Linked DNA regions of Zea mays: region 1 is linked to region 2. A link is a contact called in public Hi-C data. All regions are on one chromosome and are shown on one strand. Each heading gives the region's core, a stretch centred on a gene start, on an enhancer-like site or on the middle of the called end of the contact. The rest is flanking DNA. Distances are from core to core; before and after follow the strand shown. Region 1 holds the start of LOC100383749 (C2 and GRAM domain-containing protein). Region 2 holds the start of LOC103641426 (cleavage and polyadenylation specificity factor subunit 6).

Region 1 (3,127 bases), core at 454-2,953, 390 kb before region 2:
GAACCAGCGGCGGTGCTCTCTGGTCAGGCGCGGACGGTCCGCAACCAGGGTCCGGACGGTCCGCGACCTGGAACAGAGGCTGGCGTTCCCTGCCTGACGGCCGGACGGTCCGCGCCCTAGGGCCGGACGGTCCGCGCGTGCGCAGGGGGCGGCGAAAGGTCGCCGGCGGCGCCTGGATCTCGCTCCCGGGAGGGACCCCGTCGGGGAGGAGAGATCCTAGGAGTTGTCTAGGCTCGGCAGGCCGACCTAGACTCTTCTAATCGACGTAGAGTCGAAGAGAAGCGGAGGATTTGAGGATTGAGAGGCTAACCTAGAACTAGACTATAACTATTCCTAATGCGTAAGGTAAAAACGAGAAATAGACTTGATTTGTTCGATTGTTGGGGGGTTCAATCGGCCGTAGCCCTTCATCTATATAAAGGGGGAGGTCTGGATCCGTTTCCAACTGTTTCCCGAGTTAATCCCGCGGTTTTAGGTAACAAATCCCGCGAGAAACTAGGAACCCTAACTGACTCTGCGCGCGCGCGGACCGTCCGCGCCGCCACCGCGGACCGTCCGCGCCGCCACCGCGGACCGTCCGGACCGCGGACCGTCCGGCCTCAGGGCCGGACCGTCCGCAAGGCTCATTTTAGCCTTCAACAGAAGGATGCATATCTGAACATATAACAAACAAAAAATGAAGAACAAAACTAGATGAATGTCCATCATTACCACAGTCGACGGTCTTGTTGGTTTTGCCTTTGGGAAGAAGCTGGTACCACCGGGTACCAAGCGACAAGTCATCGGCAGACAGCACATCCTCTAATGGCACCCTCAAATGGCCCAGGAAGTCATCCATCTGGAGGATGTCCTCGTCATAGACATCAAGCTTGAGCACATCTTTGATATCACCGACAAGGAAGCTGAACTCCTGATCCCAAGTCGGGTTGAGGTTCATCTTGATCACCTTGGTCTTGAATCGCTGCTTCCCGAGCTGCAGCTTCACGTACGGGTCGCTGAAGCCGTTGGAGTCCATGGCCCGCAGGTTGCGGGCCTCGATCACACGAACAGACAACCTCATCTCTGCTCCTCAGCTGAACCCAAACCAGTCAGGAAAGTCTCCTCGGCAGAAATCCCCAAGTTGAGATGAAGAGGAATCGCCAACAGAAGCGTAGAAATCTATCAAAGATCACTTCTTTCCCTACAGAAGCCTAGAAATCTATAGATCACTCCTTTCCCTATCCTGAGCGAAACTCCGCATCAGAAATTCACAAGAACAGTAGCTACCCCAAAAGCAACCGGCAAGACAGTGGTCGCTCTCCAATCCGCCCACCCCAGGACCAAAGCAGCAGCAAGAAATGTCACCAATTCAGATCAGATATCGCTCCTTCCATTGACATTGCCAAATCCAACTTAAAGTAAAGAATCCCCAGTGACGCGGACACACAAGTACTGGATCAGATTTACACGCAGCAAAGACAGCGGAAGCAAGAATGGGTAAGCAAAGGCCCACACGCGAATAGCAGGGACGGGAAGGCAAATGAGGGACGGAAGAGAGCAAGACGCGACCGGACCTGGAAACCGGTACGAGTATTTTACGGCTGAAATGCGCGTTCTTGGTTGGATCAAGTCAAAACCTCCCACATGGACTTGGGGTTTCGTCAACGACTCACACACGAACAGAGCAGAAAGCGGAGCGAGGAAGGGGGAGGCGCCGCACAGTGACGCGTACGCGGGGGAGGGGCCTTGGCTTTCCCTGTTTCGATTCGGCGCCTCGTGTTGTCTCCTACTCTCCTTTCCTTTTCTCCCCCTCGCGAATCTTGTTTCCTCGGCCCTTCCCCGCGGTTCGGGTCGCCGTCGCCTGCCTTTTGAAACCGCAAGACCTTTGGAGAAACTCGTCAGGTTTACGGCACATAACTGACGGCTATGGCTCTGTTTGGCTTTGCTCCATTACTGCGAGTGCCAAACGTTCAGGAAAAAAAAAGTGAATTCTTGGCGTTTTTAGTAGCGTTAACAGGTGATTTTTTTTGGTTCGATGTAAAATTCAATTAACTTCCAGATGAATCTTTGGTTTGCTGTTCACGAGAGGGAAAGTTTGTCTCACGATATGTGGTTACTTTTGTCAATATGCCTCGACCCAAAAAAAATCAGCACTTTTGCTATTATGCTGCTGGTGCTAAGAGCAAAAGCTGGCAAAAACCAGTTACCTTGCTGCCCTGATAAAATGAAATGAAAGCTCGACAATAAGATTAAAAAAACTGTCAAACATTTTACTTCAACGTTTGACAAACAAGGGTGCATAAAAGTTTTCCCACATTTTGACTGAGCGAATGGATATCAGGATATATGAGTTGGATTTAGCAAGAGAGACTACATTCTAGGACCAAGAGAATAAATTATTATAATCTATATATCTTAGGTCCCTCTAAATCTTTAGAGCTAATTGTTAATCAACTAATAAGTTGTTAGCTTGCAACTAATAACTAAATAGCAATTTAAATGATATAACTAACGATTTAGCTGGTCTATTAGGGGGTGTTTGAATGCACTAGAGCTAATAGTTCGTTAGCTAAAAATATACTAGTAGAATTAACTAGCTAACAAATAGTTGGCTAACTAGTACCTAATTTACTAAAAATATCTAATAGCTGAACTATTAGCTAGGATGTTTGAATGTCTCTAGCTAATTTTAACCACTAACTATTATCTATAGTGCATTCAAACACCCTGATCCGTTCTAAATTTCTCAGCTAATTTTAACCTACTCAACTTTATAATCCATAATCCAAATCATTACGATGTAAGGCAATTATTTAGATTATTATAGATTCGTACAATCATCTATAAAAAATACAGACATGCCAAGACAGCAAATTCTAATAGCACAGACATAGTTGTGGCTGTTCGCTTCGAATTACTGGCTGTTTAAACTGCTGCAGCTGCGATATATAGAGACAAAAACACTATAGTAGAAGTTGATATGGATTAATGCCAAGCGAACAGACTCGTGGTCAATGTCCACTCTCGCGGGCTATGGGTTGTGGGTAGCGACGGTTACAATTGGGCCAGGCTACAGAAGCGTGCACGGGACGCCGCCGCCCGCTGTTGGGGCGAAGGCGAAGACGCCACCCTTCGCTCGAGGCCTTCG
Region 2 (2,878 bases), core at 367-2,866:
TATTACATGCATACAACAAAAAACAAATCAAATACAACTACACAATAAATTCATTGATTGTCATTCAAATTACAAACGAAGAAAAACATGCAAAAAAGTTAACCAACCAGTCCCAAAGGATGAAACAAAGGCCTAGATATCTTGAGGAGAAATTCATAAACTCCTAATAAGCGTAGTCATATCGACTCCCATTCCCATGCATGACCATGAGAACATAGATTCCCAGAAGAATTGCTGCTCTGTGACTATGATGCTAGCTCAAAGCCACCATGGTCATCTAGAAAGGAAGCATCGCGGTGGCAGCGGCGGCCAGCATGGCCAGGACGATACCGGTGCCCATGCTCGGGCTGCCGCTCTCGTGGTCAGCGGCCGGGCCAGGAGACTCTGCTGGTGACTCCAAAGCATGGGCTGGCTCGGGTGGACTATCGGCTGATTCGCCGCCGGCCTCGGCCGTCGACGGCTCTTCCGAGGCGGCACTGCCACCGCCGCTGCTGCTATCGTGCGATGCGGCGGCTTCATCTTCGGACGGGGACGCGGAAGGGCTGGCCGACGAGTCCTTGGGGGCACCGGCGAGGGCCTTCTCTGACGCGGCGCTCTCGCTAGTAGGTGACGCAGCGCTGGACCCGGAGTCGGGCGCCTCGGAAGGCGACGCCTCTGACTTGGAGGCCGTCGCCGGGGCCTTGGCCGGGGTTGCCTTCGGTGTCTCTGCAGCATTCTCAGGCGACGCCGTGGGGGCCTTCTCAGACTTGTCGGGCGAACTGCTGGGTGCCTTTGACGGCGTGGAGGCCGAATGCTTCGGCGAGGCTGCCGGGGCCTCCGCGGCGAAAGCCACGGCGGCGGAGGCGACGAGGAGGAAGGCGGAGAGGGCAAGAGCGCGGGCCATGGTGCGTGCGTGCCTGTGCTCGTTCGATCGTTTTCCCCGACTAGTGTGTGGCGGTGTCACAACACATGGAAGGTAGCTAGCGTCGCCACGGGAGCTATATATAAGCGACGATGAGAGGAGCACGGTGGAGTCGGTGGCTATGTTTGGGGGGTCTCTGTTTGTCTCTCTGCGTCGCGGCATGTTGAGTGCATGGTCTCCTCTCGTCCGCCTGCGGCCTGCCGACGAGGGCGGTAGCCGATGGGGTGGTGCGCGCCATACGGAGGCCGAAAATGGGCGGGTATTTTTGGCATGTTTATTTGCAACCGTTGGATCTGCCTCTCTCTCAAATCCGACGGTTATACGTATGTATGCAGTTATGCATGCAAGAGTGGTTGCAAGCTTGACTAGACTTGACTGTGTGATTGACGGTGCGAGTGAGTGTCACCTCGAGTTTGTTCTTATGTTCATGCTCCAGTTCAAGCTAGAAAAAGATGATGTTTTAATAGTATGGGATGCCAGTTGTCAGCACTCCCAAACTAGAGATTATCTGCAGCTCCCAAACCAGAGATGATAATCTGTTTGGCTGCCCTGTAGTCATAGCCGTCGTAGCTGTTTGAACTGTTGCAGCTGCAATCGATAGAGATAAAATACTTTAGAAGTCATAGCTCCACCCGAATTAAAGCTACAGCAAACCAGAGCGAACATGCATATCTACCATTTCTGAGGGTAGAAGACGATGACGTTTGAGCTTCACAAGGGTAGTTCTACTGTGTTGTCAGAAAAAAAGAAAACAAAAAAGGGAAAAGCGCAGTTCTACTGGGCTTGAAAGACTCACAACACGTTATGACCCACTGGATAGAAGCCCACTATCAGTCAACAAGGGAACATTCTCACACCTTCCTCCGCACAAGCCACCGACACCAGGGCCCCACCCCCTCAGCGCCCGCGCCAACAGCGTCAACTTCAACACCAGCTCCACCTGCTGCACCTCCGCTCCCGACTCCCTCCGCCCACACGGATCCCGAAAACCCTAACCCTAGACATCGCCCCGCCGCCGCCATGGACCCCGCCGGCGACCCGGCGTTCCACCGCAACGAGGCTATCTCCGCGGTCCAGGACGTAGACCAGTACTACGGAGACGACGACGACTTCGACGACCTATACAACGACGTCAACGTCGGGGACGGCTTCCTCCACGCCTCCCACCAGGCGCCACCACCGCGGCCTCCGACTCAGCAGGCCCCACCGCCGCAGCAGCTCCATCCTCCGCCACAGCAGCAGCCCCCTCCGCCACCACAGCAGCAGCCGCCGGCCCACACCCTCCCACCGCCGCCGCCGCATGTCCCGCCGCCGCCGCAGCAGGTACGCATCCCGGGGGTGGCCGTCCCTGCTCCTGGCATACCTCCAGGTCAGACCAACCTCCATCCGCCGCCTCAGCCGCTAGCCGCGCCCGCGCCGCCGCCAGCTCAGCACCACCAGATTCAGCAAGGCGACGGGTTCCACCGATCTGGAGGGAACTTCGCCGGCGGCCCCATCGTGGTCGGGAATGGTGGCGCTGCTGGCGGGGGTGACGGCCCTGGCGGCACGACGCTGTTCGTGGGGGAACTCCACTGGTGGACGACGGACGCGGATCTGGAATCTGAGCTTATCAAGTATGGTTCGGTCAAGGAGGTGAGGTTCTTTGACGAGAAGGCCAGCGGCAAGTCCAAGGGCTACTGCCAGGTCGATTTCTATGACCCTGGCGCAGCTGCTGCCTGCAAGGAGGCCATGAACGGGCACACATTTAATGGACGTCCATGTGTTGTGGCATTCGCCACACCCAACAGCGTTCGCCGCATGGGCGAGGCGCAGGTGAAGAACCAGCAGGCTATGGCTGCACAGACATCGAATATGCAGCCCAAGGGTGGCAGAGGGGGCGGTGGTGCCGCAGGGCCACAGGTGGGCGGTAATTATGGTGGTGGGCGTGGAGGAGCTGTTGGATCTGGTGCCGGTGGTGGAGCAGGCGGAGGTGGTGGA

The links. A called contact is a pair of places that touch in the nucleus more often than the background predicts.
Region 1: a Hi-C map of endosperm shows a contact between it and region 2, with 2.8 times the contacts expected there. The contact joins the promoter of LOC100383749 here to the promoter of LOC103641426 in region 2. A contact is called at or near these places in 8 of 25 Hi-C or Micro-C datasets (bundle sheath, ear, endosperm and 3 more) and 1 of 3 datasets of contacts at active chromatin or transcription factors (leaf).

Annotation. Positions count from the first base shown.
Region 1 is chr1:187,378,907-187,382,033 of Zm-B73-REFERENCE-NAM-5.0, reverse strand. LOC100383749 (C2 and GRAM domain-containing protein) reads right to left here and starts at 1,703. Exons shown (of 9, transcript NM_001355451.1): 1 at 712-1,703. The coding sequence starts at 1,060.
Region 2 is chr1:186,986,072-186,988,949 of Zm-B73-REFERENCE-NAM-5.0, reverse strand. It overlaps LOC103641426 (cleavage and polyadenylation specificity factor subunit 6), which reads left to right and starts at 1,616. Exons shown (of 2, transcript XM_008664777.3): 1 at 1,616-2,878. The coding sequence starts at 1,706.